Regions from separate parts of the Mus musculus genome. Here regions 2, 3 and 4 are each linked to region 1. A link is a contact called in public Micro-C and promoter capture Hi-C data. All regions are on one chromosome and are shown on one strand. Each heading gives the region's core, a stretch centred on a gene start, on an enhancer-like site or on the middle of the called end of the contact. The rest is flanking DNA. Distances are from core to core; before and after follow the strand shown.

Region 1 (3,170 bases), core at 436-2,935:
ATTAAATTCCAGAAAGAATTCTTTTATCCCCTACAGACCCGTCTTCTGCCAGCTACATCAGGGCTATCCCGTGTCCTTTCCCCAGAAGAAAAAGACGGGGTACTCCCTCTTTTAAAACTTCTCTTTAGAAAAACTGCAGATTATGGTCCAGAAAACTTAAATGTTGAAAGAAACAGATATTAGAGCTATCTAACTGTAGGCTACTGGTAGAAATTATCTAAAGCTAGGATTTCATGCTTCTAAAAGCTCATGCTAATACTGTGATTGGATCCTAAGTTGCACTGCCAAAAGGCTCAATCTTAAAGGAATATTATAATTTTAACATATGTCAAAGTTATACTGAATGCTAGTAAGTACTAGCATGCTTAACTGGTACCATCTGATCACTGATCTGCCCTCAGCCCAGTGGTATCACGCCCTTTCTACACTTGGGCTTTGTTGTCAAAAGGACCTCACCAAGTAAATAGGCTGTGACGTGAAATCCACTACAAAGGAGCATTTCCATGGACTACTTTTTCACGACAGTTTTCACTGAGTTCTCAAATAACTTGCCCAACATTTAGTGACAGAGATTTTAGTGAAGTGGAACGGCTAAAACATCACGTAAAAAGGGAAATGTCTTGTACAAAAGTTGGGTGCCTAAGAGTCGTCTCAAGGTGTGAAAAGATGTGCCTATTCTCATGCAACTAAACAACTTTAAAATATGCACCCGATTTGAAGGCACCCAATACAAGGTTCGAATCAAATCATGTTATCCCTGGTTGGTGGCTCTTTTCTACAAGGTTCGAACTTCTACACACTCTATATACTGGATGGGCTCCGCACTTTTAAGGTCAATAAAAGCAGAGTCAATCTTACCACTCCTATCCCTCTACAACGACTACGAATGGAATTAAGAGACCTCTCATCACGGTTACGGTAACCCAGAAGTGCGAGTCGCGTTGGAAAAACTTTTACTCAAAGCACTAATCTTATACTGGGGTACTTTCTATCCTGCACGTTTTCCTTTTACGTAAGACACATCGGAATTTGACGAGTGCGCCCCGACGGCACATTGGGCTAACGCCCCTGGCAGCAGCAGAGAGCCACGTTTTCCTCGGGCCGATCGTCTCCCCCCTCCTCCATAAAACACTGCCCATGGCCACTTGGAGACTTCCCCAACCCAGCTCCAGAAACTGGAACCAACCGGGGCAGCTGTCATCCGAAACTCAGGAAAGCTGAGCCCGGCCAACTCTGCCGACGCGGGAAGGGCTGGGGGTGCGGCGGGGCCCGTCGGGGGCACTCCCGGCTGTCCCCCTCCCCGGCCCCACGAGCCGCAATCCGGCAGCCGAGTTGTCCTCCCAGCTAGAGTACCCCCCAATCCAGGCCTAGGCCCGCGGTCCCGCGTGGGGCCCGAAGCGCGTGGCGGGGCCGACGCAGAGCAGAAACGACAAAGGGGCGCGGGGTCGGGACAGGTGGCCGCCGCCGCGAACAATGGGGGGCCGCGGCTGCCCCCTGGCGCCACCTACCTCCCGTGCCGTCCGAGTTCTCGTTGAGGCTGCCCGAAGAGTCGTGCTGGGCGCCCACGCACCCGCCCATGGGGCCGCGGCCGCCACCTCAGGGCGCTCGTCCCGGCCGCCGCCTCAGCCTGCTCCCGCGTCGCCGCCTCGGGCCAGGCGCCGCTCTCTCGCCGCTCAGCCTCCGCCCCCTCGCCGCTCCTCCCACCGCCTCGCCCAGCCCCTTCCTCCGCGCCCACTTCTACCTCAGCCCCCCGGCCGCCTGGCCCGCAGGCCCGGCCCGCGTGCCTTCCTCGGCTCCCGCTCGGCCCCGCCAGGCCGGGCTTGGCCCATCCCGGGCGGGCCGCAGCGCCCGCTCGCCCCTCACTTCCCCGCGCCCCCGCGTCTAGGCAAGCCCCACCACTGCCGCCGCCGCCACCCGGCTGCCAGGCCCCATCGCCCCCGCCCGCGGCGCCACCCTCAGCCGGGCTCGGCTTGCACTCGGCCGGCCCGCTGGAACGGCCTCGAGGGGCGGGGCCGCGCTCTGATTGGCTGCATGCACCGAGGGGGCGGAGAATACCGAGCAGAACCGAGTGGAGACGAGCGCCCGAGGCCGGGAGAGTAGGGGGCAAGCGGAGGTGGGCCGGAAAGAAGGGGGAGGACTCAAGTAAGGACGAAGTGGCCAGCTCGTCCTTACTTGAGGACGAGGTGGGGCTCCTTCTGGTGTGGCCGGTGGGAGAGGGTACCGAGGAGTCGTAGGAGACTCTGGGTCGTAGACGGGCTGGGCGTGCTTAGAGGGGTTAGCCTGACCGCAAGTCCCTGCACCCCTTGAATTTGTGGAAAGCAGCGAGCTGGCCACCGAGTCTGGGTTTCCCTTACCCCAGGTCCGCAGCCCCTGCCATCACTGCGCCCGCTTGGTAGAGGTGCTCTCTGATTGTGCAGGCCTGTTGTCCCGTGCGGGGAGCGAAGGGGCACGGGTGTGTGTATCGTTCCCACAGGCTTCGCTTTACCGACAATACTACCACTCTAGATCCTGGCATTAGACATCTTAAGTCGTCTTTAGAACAAAGTGAAGTATTAATATTAATACTCTGCATTTTATAAACTAGAATTTGGTACATTGACCACGCCCAACATTCTTGGCGGTTACCATCCCAACCTAAGCCAAACTGTTAATGGCCCCTTTGGAGTTGTGCTCCTTGCTGTGGCGCCTTAACATTTTTATCGGCCTGCTTGGGTGCTTGGGTCTTTGAAAGCATTTTTTTTTCTTTTTTTTTTTTTTTTTTTTTGCCTAAGCTGTTCCACTTTTATGCCAGACTTTCCTTTTATAAAACCCTGGGTCAGCTTTTGCTTAGCATTAAAAAAAAAATTTTTTTTAAGTGAAATACCTAAGAAAGAGACAGTCTGCTTCTTAGGATTTGCATTTAAATGTATTCTCATGCACTGCTGGTGGGAGTGTAAATTGGTTCAATCTTTTTGCAAAGGTTTGGCAGTGCCAATCAACAGCTTTAAAAATGTTCCTACCATTTGAGTGGGGTTATTTCACATCTGGGAGTCTAGCTTTCAGAAAAAGTCCAAATTAAAATTTGCGGCCTGGTATTCATTTGCTAGGCAGGCAAAAATTTGGGTTAAACAAACAAAGCTCTGGGTTTATATGAAAACACAGAAATGGCTCTGAAATAGAAGTCCACTATT
Region 2 (3,170 bases), core at 229-2,728, 250 kb after region 1:
GCCCCAGTGGTCCTTTCCAAACATGCCCTTTCACTGACATGGCCCTACCCACACTGCTGGGGAGCGTCACTTGGAGACACCTGATGCCTTAATGTCTCCCTAGTTATAGATGATATATACCTACCTGTCAGTGGCCCTGATCAAAAAAGGGAACCAAGCTTGCCTACTGTTATGGTTTGCATATGCTCAGCCCAGGGTGTGGCACTATTAGAAGGTGTGGCCCAGTTACAATAGGTGTAGCTTGCTGGAGTAGGTGTGTCACTATGGGCTTGGGCTTTAAGACCCTCATCCTTGCTGCCAATATTCTGCTAGCAGCTTTCAGATGAAGATGTAGAACTCTCAGCTCCCCCTGCACCATGCCTGCCTAGATGCTGCCATGCTCTTGCCTTGATGATAATGGACTGAACCTCTGAACATGTAAGCCAGCCCCAATTAAATGTCCTTATAAGAGTCCACGTGGTCAGCCACCTCAGTGAAGTTGGAGATTAGGTTGTATTGAATAAACTTTAAAGGAAAAAAAAAAAAAAGGAGTTGCCTTGGTCACACTGTCTGTTCACAGCAGTAAAACTCTGACTAAGACACCTATTGTGTGTTAGGATTTTCAATTAACACTGGGCCTGGCGATCCTGAGAGTATTGTATCAAGAGGCTCCAGGCCTGTACCTCAGGTCCAGGGTGCAACTGACCGGCTACCTAAAACCTTTGATAACAAAATGTCTTTTGTTTGTTTTGAGGCAGAGACCCACTACTCCAGACCCTTGGCTGGCCTGGAGCTCTCAATGTATCAGGCTGGCCTCAAACTCACAGAGATTCCCTTGCCTCGGCATCCCGGGTGCTGAGATTAAAGGTCTGGCCAGACAAGAGATGTTTTAATAAAACACAGAGGGAAGTACAAATAAACTTGTGTAACTCAGTGGTAGAGCACTTATTTAGCATTCGAAAGGTTCTCAGTTTGGCTCCCAGTTCTGTGCGCACACAGACGTTAAATAAAAACACCTTTGATTGGCAAGGTTAAAGAATACATTAACTACTAAGTCACGCATACTGAAGTTTCAGGCAAAAGGAAAAGACTTGTCACACTCATCCTGAGTTCATATCTTAGTGTTTGTTTAATTCAAACTTCACGGCTCAGAGGGGCTCCTCACCCTAAGCGTTCCACTTATGCGCAGAAGCGTCTTTCTCTGGTGGGACCACCAGCGCCCATCCACACCCCAGAGCCCTGTCTCGCACCTGGATCGGAAGGTCGCAGAGCAGCGGGTCTTGCACCACCATGGCGAGACCTTCTTGGAACACGTCCACAGCCTCGGAATGGGGCAATGTCTCCTCATCATCCTCGTCGTCCTCCGGCACCTCCGGCCGATCCTCAGCCTCCGGGTCCTCCAGGACTGCCTACTACTAGACTAGTGTTGCTTTCCGGCGCTCCTCCAGCCTGCCCTGCCTTCCAGGTTGATAAGCAAAAGGCGCGTGCGCAGTGATTGTGTCCCGCCCCGACGAGATAGCTTAGCCAATGGTATACTGCGTGGCTTCAGTAGCCAATGAAATGTGCGAGTCTTCGGGAGGCTGGGAGCGTGCAGACAGCAGGTTATTGGCTGGATAGAGCAGGTCACGTTGGTGGTGCGAGCGGCGCGGGAGCTACGAGCTATTCTGTTCCCCGCTGCTGAGCTTCTCTTCGGTCTGGGCTGGTTGTCAAGGAAGGCCAGCGTTGCTATCGTTTCGCGCAAGACACCTGTCCCCGTGCACGGCATCACCCAACAAGGTGACGCTGGGAGGCGGGCGCCTCCTGCTGCCTGGGGCCTGCCGTTGCCACTCGCGTGCTGTTGCCCCAGCCAGGTCGCTTCGCAGTCACTTGAGATTATGCCATGGGCTCCATTCCAAAAAATTGCCTAAAAGGTCCACTTTAAAGTAAGGTGGAAGCCGGGCATGATGGTGCACGCCTTTAATCCCAGCGCTTGGTAGGCAGAGGCAGGCGGATCTCTGAGTTCGAGGCCAGCCTGGCCAGAGTGAGTTCCAGAACAGCCAGGGCTATACAGAGAAACCCTGTCTCAAAAATCCAACCAACCAACCAACCAAAAAACCCACCAACCCCCTCCCCGCACAAAAACCAACTCCAACTCCAACACACACACACACACAAATAGAATAAAAAGTGAAGTGAAGCTTTGGCTTGGTGGCACACACCTTTAATCTCAGCACACAGGAGGCAGAGGCAGTTGGATCTGAATCGAGAGCTAGGTCTGTATGGGAGAGCAGGGACTACAGAGGGAAGTTGTCTAAACAAAACAAATCTAGGCGGGACCTGTGGTCCTCGGAGCTGTCAAGGGCAGCCTTGCCATGCGCTGATCTCTAGTCCTCGTGTTCTTTTACACCACCAGTCCCTGTAACAACTGTTCTTATGAGGACGCTGTGTAGGCAGCACTGTGGGCTTTTTCTTTTTTCTTTGCTCCCGTCACATTCCCTGGATAGCTACTTTAATCACTTGCCTCATTTTTAAAATCCTATGTGTATGGGTCATTTTCGGCGTGTATTTCTTCTGGGCACTGAGAAACATCGTGTGAGTGCTGGGAATCAAATTTGGCCCTCTGGAAGAACAACAACCGTGTCTCTCTCTCTCTCTCTCTCTCTCTCTCTCTCTCCCTCCCTCCCTCTCTCTCTCTCTCCCTCTCCTCCCTCTCCCTCCCTCCCTCTCTCCCTCCCTCCCTCCCTCCCTCCCTCCCTCAATCATGGTTATCCTACTTAAAACTCTTATCCCCTATGCCAAGCTTGTTGTACGCACTTGGAGAAAATCCTAGCACTTGGAGAGACTGAGGCAGGAGAAAGGGTTTAAAGCCCAGGAGAGTTGCACAGCAGAGATAAAGAAGAAAGTAAGAGGAACAGGTTACATAGTGAGACCCTTTCTCAAAACAAAAATAAACAGAAAATCTACAGTATAGATTAATGTGGCCATAAGTAAGCACAATTTATTTGTCTTTGACATTTTTGTTTGAGATATCTTCTCTCAAATGAACTGTTTCAGGCAATTTTGGCTTTATCAGCTATGTCTATTAGTTTTCTGCCTTTATCAGCAGAAAAAGCAAGCCAGATCTTTCCTTTCCCATGTTTTCCTTTCTAGGCCATCACGATTTTCATGTCCTACCATTCTACCTCATACCTATATCTATATTTCTATAGCTC
Region 3 (3,170 bases), core at 484-2,983, 230 kb after region 1:
CACGGGTTGGATTCTTCCACCCAAAGCTTAGGTCAATAGGGCAGGTAGGAGGTTCTGGGACTGTGGAGAATTGGGTCTGTGGAGACTGGATGAAGGCTTGACTATTTGTCCACACTCCTCTGCTCAAACTGTCCATGCCCTGACTCAGGACTTGAGGATGTGTTTCACCTGGGGAATCCTGAAGCCATATGCTGAGATGGGCATTTGTCTGTAGGCATCATGCTCTCAGGAACAACGCCTGTGTGTGTGGATGGACATGGAGGGGTTTGCCAGGGGCGGGGGCTGTCACAGACTCCCCTGCACTATGGGAACTCCAAGGTCGATGGAGCAATGAGTCCTGGAAAGCTACTTTTCTGTCACTGTGTGCTGACAGCACTGTGGTATTCTTGCATTGAAGATGACTTGGGCTGGAGAGATGGCTCAGCAGCTAAGAGAGCTTTCTGCCTTTACAGAGGACCAGAGCTTGGCTCCCAGCACACACACTGGACAGCTCACAACTGCCTATAACTACAGTTCCAGGAGGATCTGATGCCCCCTCTGGCATGTGTGGGCACCTGCAACCACACACAGAGATAAAAATAAACACAGAAGAATTCTTTCTGTAAGAAAAGACGACTGACCCCTGGGTGTGTCTTCACAGTGAGTCTCCTGTAGGACTTCTTGCAGCTGGTAATAGATTTCTAGGTCTCAACAAAGGTCTAGGTGACCCTGCAGCATCCACAGCAGGAAGGAGTAGGGACCTACAGGCACCAGATGCCCGGTTCCTGTGGCCGGTTCCCTGATTTTCCAGAAAGGATGCAACCCCCGCACCTCCAGCCAGCCCAGTTTGGGCGTCCAGACCCTGCTTATTCCTAGCATGAGTCAAGAATGCTAGGCATGAAGACTGTCCCATCTCTGGCTTGGCATGTGTGGGTTACAGGAGCCCAGAACATCTGCACCACGACAGCTTTCTTCTCCCTCAGCCTTCAGCCTCAGCCGAGAGCAAAAGAAGCACTTCCTGTCCAGTATACAGAGTGATGAACCGTGCCTGACGTTATACGTGAGCACTGAGGCTGAAGAGAGAAGAGTGAGCGCATGCGCGGATGTAATGGCTTGAGGGGTGGCAGGTGTAGTCTAACCCTTGTACCTGCTGGGAAAGAAGTAGGGGAAGGGGTAATTGCTGAGCTGCGGTTCCTGTGAAATGGTGTATCAGTGTATGAACGTGAGTGTGCACACTTATAAATGTGTTAGGGTAGAGAGTGTGAGCCCATGGAAGTGCATTTTGAATAGGTGTGCGCACGTGTCTGTGTAAACAGGTGCGAGAGGCCTGAATGCATGAATGTTTGTTAGAAAGATCAGGCGCGTGTGCACAGGACAAGTGAGAGCTTCGGGACCCTCAGTGATGTGCCAGTGCGTGCCTTCGGAAGGGGCGTTCAATCTGCCTTTTAGGTCCCTTCCCACGCCACCCTCTTGCTTTGGAGGTCCCCTTCCTCTCTTCCCAAGCACAGGGGCAGCACAAGATGAAGGAGTATGGAAAGGCGAGTCCAAGACAGATGTTATGATTAAGGTGGTCGCTGGCGAGCCCGACTCCCAGCTACAGGTGTCTCTGCGGGACCCCTGGCAGAGCACAGCCGGAGGTCTTCCCGGAGGAGGCGCCCGGGGCTGGCAGCGGGCGGCGCGCATTCCTCAGCCCTGAGTCAGGCGGCCGCCCCTCTGCCGGGCCCGCCCCCGGCGCGCACGCCCCTCGGCCCGTGGCATTCCCAGGCGGACGGGTCGGGCCGGCGCGCGGGCGGCGCAGGCAGGGACTAGGCGCGGGCGCCCTCCCGGCCCGCAGCGGCGGCAGCAGCCGGTGCAGACCCTTCTGAGGACCCTACGGCGGTGAGTGGCGGCCGGGGTCTTTGCGCGGGGTTCCGGGCGGGCGAGTGCGGAGCTTGCGTTCTGGCGCGTGTCCGCCGATCGCTGGCAGTCGGTGCGCGGAGTTTCCCGAGCGCCGGCGCAGGCGGCGCGGCCCGGATTCCAGCCCGGCGCCCCACAGAAATAGCCCGTGGTCGGATCGGCGCGGCCTGGCGGGCGGGGCAGCGGAGTAGCAGCCCCGCCGGGTCCCCGGGGACAGGAGTCCGGGGGCCGCAGCCGCCCTGAGCGGCCCCTCCGCTGCCAGCCCCCACACCCCATGCCCTCCGTGCTCCCAGGGCCCCGAAGGTGGCGTCTGAAACTCTGCACAGAGAGCGCGACTTCGGGCCACAGGGTCCGCTTCCTCCCACTCACGGGAGTAACAGTGGCAGCTGCGGGCCGGGGAGCTCGGCTGGGCCTGCTCGGCCCGTTTCAGCCCGGTTCGCATCGGCAAACTCGGGAAGTGCCTCCAAAGACATCTCCTGCCCTGTACAGTGGCCCCGGGGGCGAGCCCGAGGCCACAGTCGGGATCTTGAAGTAGGCCTGGGCGCGGTGGGGTGACCGCGGACCCCAAGGGCTCAGGGATAGGCGAGAGGGCCTGTCTGTCCTGCTGGGAGCACGCTAGTAGAGCTGGGTGGAGAACGGTCAAGGGACTCCCCCTAGGCTTTCTTTCCGCTCAGATAGTCCGGACCAGAGTTCCTGCTCCGTGTGCCTCTTGGAGTAGTGTGTCTGTCTGCGTGGGCGGGGCCTGGATCCGGAGGCCCCCCGCTCTGTCCTGGGAAAGCCCCCCCTCCCCACTTCCTGTTGAAGCCGGGAGAAGATTCTAGGATGAAACTGGCTTTTCAGGTTTAGACCAGCTAAGAAGTCGGGGCAGTCCCAGGCTAGGTGCTCCCCACCTCCATGGGGCGAGCCTCAGCCCCTTGCCCCCGCCCTTAAGCCTAGAGGATGCTGGGGAACTCAGCAGCTGGCCAGTTCTCAAGAGGTTGCAGAGGCTGAGCCCTATGCTTACCAGGGTCATTCTGGGCAATCCGGGTAAGAGGGCAAGGGTGTCGGGTAGGTCCAGTACAGTACAGGGTAGGGTAGTACAGGTTCTGGCACCAGTCCACAGAACTCCAGGCAGCCTCCATGGCTGGCTAGCTCCTCTGCAGGAGCCTTACTGGGAAGTCCACTTGGGTGAGCCAGTATAGCTCCCCTCGGGGTCTAGAGGTGCTGGTTTGGGTCTCCCATTAAGGGACAGTCAGGGCCCTCCCTCCTATCGCCCTAGCTCTAGTCCTCAGCGGAGCCCCTTCCCTTGCCCAGCC
Region 4 (3,170 bases), core at 220-2,719, 170 kb after region 1:
AGGAGACCCCCCCCCCTTCCCATCTCAAACACAGAACACAAACAAACAAAAGGTCAAATAAAAATAAAAAGAACCCAGGTTGAAGAGATGGCTCAGTGGTTAAGAGCATTGACTACTCTTTTGGAGGTCCTGAGTTCAATTCCCAGCAAGCACATGGTGGCTCACAGCCATCTGTAATGAGATCTTATGCTTTTTTCTGGTGTGTCTGAAGACAGCGACTGTGTACTCATATACATAAAATAAATAAACCGAAAGAAAGAAAGAAAGAAAGAAAGAAAGAAAGGAAGGAAGGAAGGAAGAAAGAAAGAAAGAAAGAAAGAAAGAAAGAAAGAAAGAAAGAAAGAAAGAAAGAAAGAAAGAAAGAAAGAAAGAGAAAGAGCCACTCTGGAGCCAGGTATGGTAGGTAAACCAAGGTGGGTGGGGATTGGGGGATGGTTTGGAGAAAGGGGTGGAAACAGAAGGATCAGGAGTTCAAAACCAACCTATTTTTTAGTATGGATTTGAGAGACCAGCCTGGGTTACATGAGAACATGAAATTTATCTCAAAGGCAAAAACACAATAAAACAATACAAACAAGGGATGGCTGCCTCCCATATGAGATCTGAGACACCAGCTTATCTGTACTTTCAGTCTCTTGGAACCTTGTTTAGGAGTACTGGACGCGGGGAGTATATTTCTCTCGTGCCCCTCTGCGTCCAGGACAACAATGCAGCCCTGGGGAGGTTTACTCAAACATTGTGAGCTTTAGGAAGGGCATGGGTGGAGACTATAGAACCCTGTATCCCCAATTCAGCGATATTTGGAGACCAGTGCCGAAGTCACGTGACCCAGAAACTTGTCCAAGGAGGCATGCATCTCTGGGCTGAAGTCTCCAGGATAGTGCCTGGCGAGAGTCACCAGCAGACAGTGGCTGAAGAACTGAAGAAAGAGAACCGCCACGCCTTGCCTTAATTTCTCCCCTACACCAAGCCTTGAAGGGACCCACATCTCCAGCAACCCGGGGTGAGCTCAATACAGGACTCACCTGGAAGTTAGCAGGGTCCACACAGAGCTTGTGCGCATGTAGATCACTGAGAGCAGACAGAGAAGCAGGCAGGTCGTCCAGGTGCTGGGTAGCGAGAGTCAGTGCATCGGCCACCTTTTGGGCATGGGCTTTAACCTGGCTAGAGCCTGGCCTCAGGTCCAAGTGTGGGAAGTAGGTTTTGGTGGAGGGGAAAGCCACGAAGGTCCTGTAGGAAAACAGGGTTGGGCTCAGCCGGACCCGGAGGTACAGAGAGCCGGTCTTCGCCCCGCAGTCCGTTGGAAGATGAGCCCGAGGGCGTACCTCTCCAAAGCCTCGGTCGCGTAGATTCCGACATTGCTGCCCATCTTCTTCCAGAGCGCAAGGACCAGCCACTGATCATCCTGGGACCGAGCCATCTTCAGTGAACTGAGCCTTGCGCTCTGCCCGCTGGCTGAGCTCAAAGACGTCCTGAAACACAAGAGGCCGCCAGGGGGCGCTGCATCGTTCCAGGATGCCTAGGTGTTCACAGATTCTGGTTCAGCTTTGAGCCCTCTGTTTCCCTGGGCTCCCCCTCCACGCCTTACATTTTAAAGTGTTTACTGCATGCACATTGGCATATAATATGTACTATCGATTACAATGGATTTTAGTGTTCATTTGGCACTGTCGGCTCGTCCTGCCTCCCGAGTCGTTCGGAAACTTCACAGGTTTTCCTTTCTTATTCATTATTGAAAAGGACTGAGTGTCAGGAGCCCGTACCCATACTTGGTCTTTTTTTTTTTTTTTCTCCTGGAACACGTCTCCTTTCGTTAAATATCAACATAGTTAAATCTGCATTTAAAGGGGATGGACAGATGGCTCAGCAGTTAAGAGCACTAACTGCTCTCCCAGAGTACCTGGCTTTGGTTCACAGCACAAACATGCCTGCTCACATTTGCCTGTAAATTCAGGTCAGGTAGATCCAAGCCCTCTTCTGTCTTCCACAGTCATACAAGAGATGCACAGATATCCATGCAGCCCAAACACCCACACGTGTGAAATAAAATGAAAGAGATTTAAATCTACATTAAACACCCCTTTCAATCTGGGTCTTGTGGCACAGGTACAGGTTAATCTTAGCACTTGGAGGCAGATGTAAAAGGATGTCTGTGAGTTCAGGACTATCCTGGCCTACATATGGAACTCCAGGCCAGCAGTGCTACATAATGAGACCCTGACTCTGCCTAAACCACTTCAGATAAAAATCCCCTTTAATACATTCCAACTGTGGGGGCTGGAGAGATGGCTCAGTGGTTAAGAAGATGGGACTGCTCATCCAGAGGTCCTGGGTTCAATTACCAGGAATTACATGTGGCTCAAAACTATCTGATGCCCTCTTCTGGTTTGTCTGAAAACTGCTACAGTGTACTTACATAGTTAAAATGAATAAATAATTCTTCAAATAAATAAAATCTAAGTCTGTTTCAAAAATATATTCTTATCAGAGCTGTGAGAATTAAGTAGATGAAAAATATTATATGCCTGGATCATAGGGCAAATTCCTTTGGGGACAATGACCTTTAGAGTGCCTATTATATATCTCAATAATGACAGCAATGATGACACCCTCGGTGAATACATCATCATTACATGAAAGATTCTGTTCTTATTTGGGTTTTTGTGTGACTATGGTCAAGTTCCAATGTTCTGGAACTAGAGGCATGTGGCTCAAAGTCCTGTGCATTTTAGACATGTTTGATGGGTATACGTCAGTGATGTCATATTCTTCCACAATGTTGTGCAGTCTTCACTATAACCATTTCCAGAACTTTTACTAACTAAAATAGTACCTCTAGCCCACTTGCCCGTAACCATCCAACACCCACCAAAAGGCTCTGTCAACCAGGAGGCTACTTACTGTCCCTATAGATTCCCCCAGTTTTGATATTTTACAAACATGAAGCCATGCACTGTGTGACCTTTGTCCTGTTGGTTTCTTCCACTTGACATTTTTTTAAGGTTTATATCCATTGTATGAGAAATTTACTCTTTGCTGTCAATAGTTCAAAAATATTATTTGTGGGTGTATAGATGTCCCTCGGTCAGTAGAGTTTTTAATATGTATGTATGTATGCATATACATATACAACTCTGAGATCAATTCCCAAGCACTGCATAAACTGGGCA

The links. Hi-C and Micro-C count contacts between places; a contact is called where the count stands out from the background. Capture Hi-C pulls out chosen DNA fragments and counts their contacts.
Region 2: a Micro-C map of embryonic stem cells shows a contact between it and region 1, with 5 times the contacts expected there. The contact joins the promoter of Snrnp25 here to the promoter of Ubtd2 in region 1. A contact is called at or near these places in 5 of 39 promoter capture datasets (the HPC-7 cell line, hematopoietic stem and progenitor cells, hippocampal neurons and 2 more), 7 of 484 Hi-C or Micro-C datasets (CD4 T cells, LSK cells, embryonic stem cells and 2 more), 1 of 115 datasets of contacts at active chromatin or transcription factors (memory CD8 T cells) and 2 of 9 other capture datasets (adipose tissue and liver).
Region 3: a Micro-C map of embryonic stem cells shows a contact between it and region 1, with 3 times the contacts expected there. The contact joins the promoter of Rhbdf1 here to the promoter of Ubtd2 in region 1. A contact is called at or near these places in 3 of 39 promoter capture datasets (fetal liver, hippocampal neurons and liver), 4 of 484 Hi-C or Micro-C datasets (CD4 T cells and embryonic stem cells), 3 of 115 datasets of contacts at active chromatin or transcription factors (bone marrow-derived macrophages, embryonic stem cells and pancreatic cancer cells) and 3 of 9 other capture datasets (adipose tissue, liver and pancreatic islet).
Region 4: a promoter capture Hi-C map of adipose tissue shows a contact between it and region 1. The contact joins the promoter of Hbq1b here to the promoter of Ubtd2 in region 1. A contact is called at or near these places in 5 of 39 promoter capture datasets (the 3T3-L1 cell line, 3T3-L1-derived adipocytes, the HPC-7 cell line and 1 more), 1 of 484 Hi-C or Micro-C datasets (nephron progenitors) and 3 of 9 other capture datasets (adipose tissue, liver and pancreatic islet).

Annotation. Positions count from the first base shown.
Region 1 is chr11:32,453,885-32,457,054 of GRCm38.p6, reverse strand. It overlaps Ubtd2 (ubiquitin domain containing 2), which reads right to left and starts at 1,685. Exons shown (of 3, transcript NM_173784.4): 1 at 1,509-1,685. The coding sequence starts at 1,578.
Region 2 is chr11:32,203,723-32,206,892 of GRCm38.p6, reverse strand. Snrnp25 (small nuclear ribonucleoprotein 25 (U11/U12)) reads right to left here and starts at 1,478. Exons shown (of 5, transcript NM_030093.3): 1 at 1,230-1,478. The coding sequence starts at 1,271. It also overlaps a transcript of Il9r not described here.
Region 3 is chr11:32,220,856-32,224,025 of GRCm38.p6, reverse strand. Rhbdf1 (rhomboid 5 homolog 1) reads left to right here and starts at 1,733. Exons shown (of 18, transcript NM_010117.2): 1 at 1,733-1,857.
Region 4 is chr11:32,285,263-32,288,432 of GRCm38.p6, reverse strand. It overlaps Hbq1b (hemoglobin, theta 1B), which reads right to left and starts at 1,469. Exons shown (of 3, transcript NM_001033981.3): 1 at 1,326-1,469; 2 at 1,026-1,230; 3 at 521-919. The coding sequence starts at 1,420. The coding sequence ends at 791.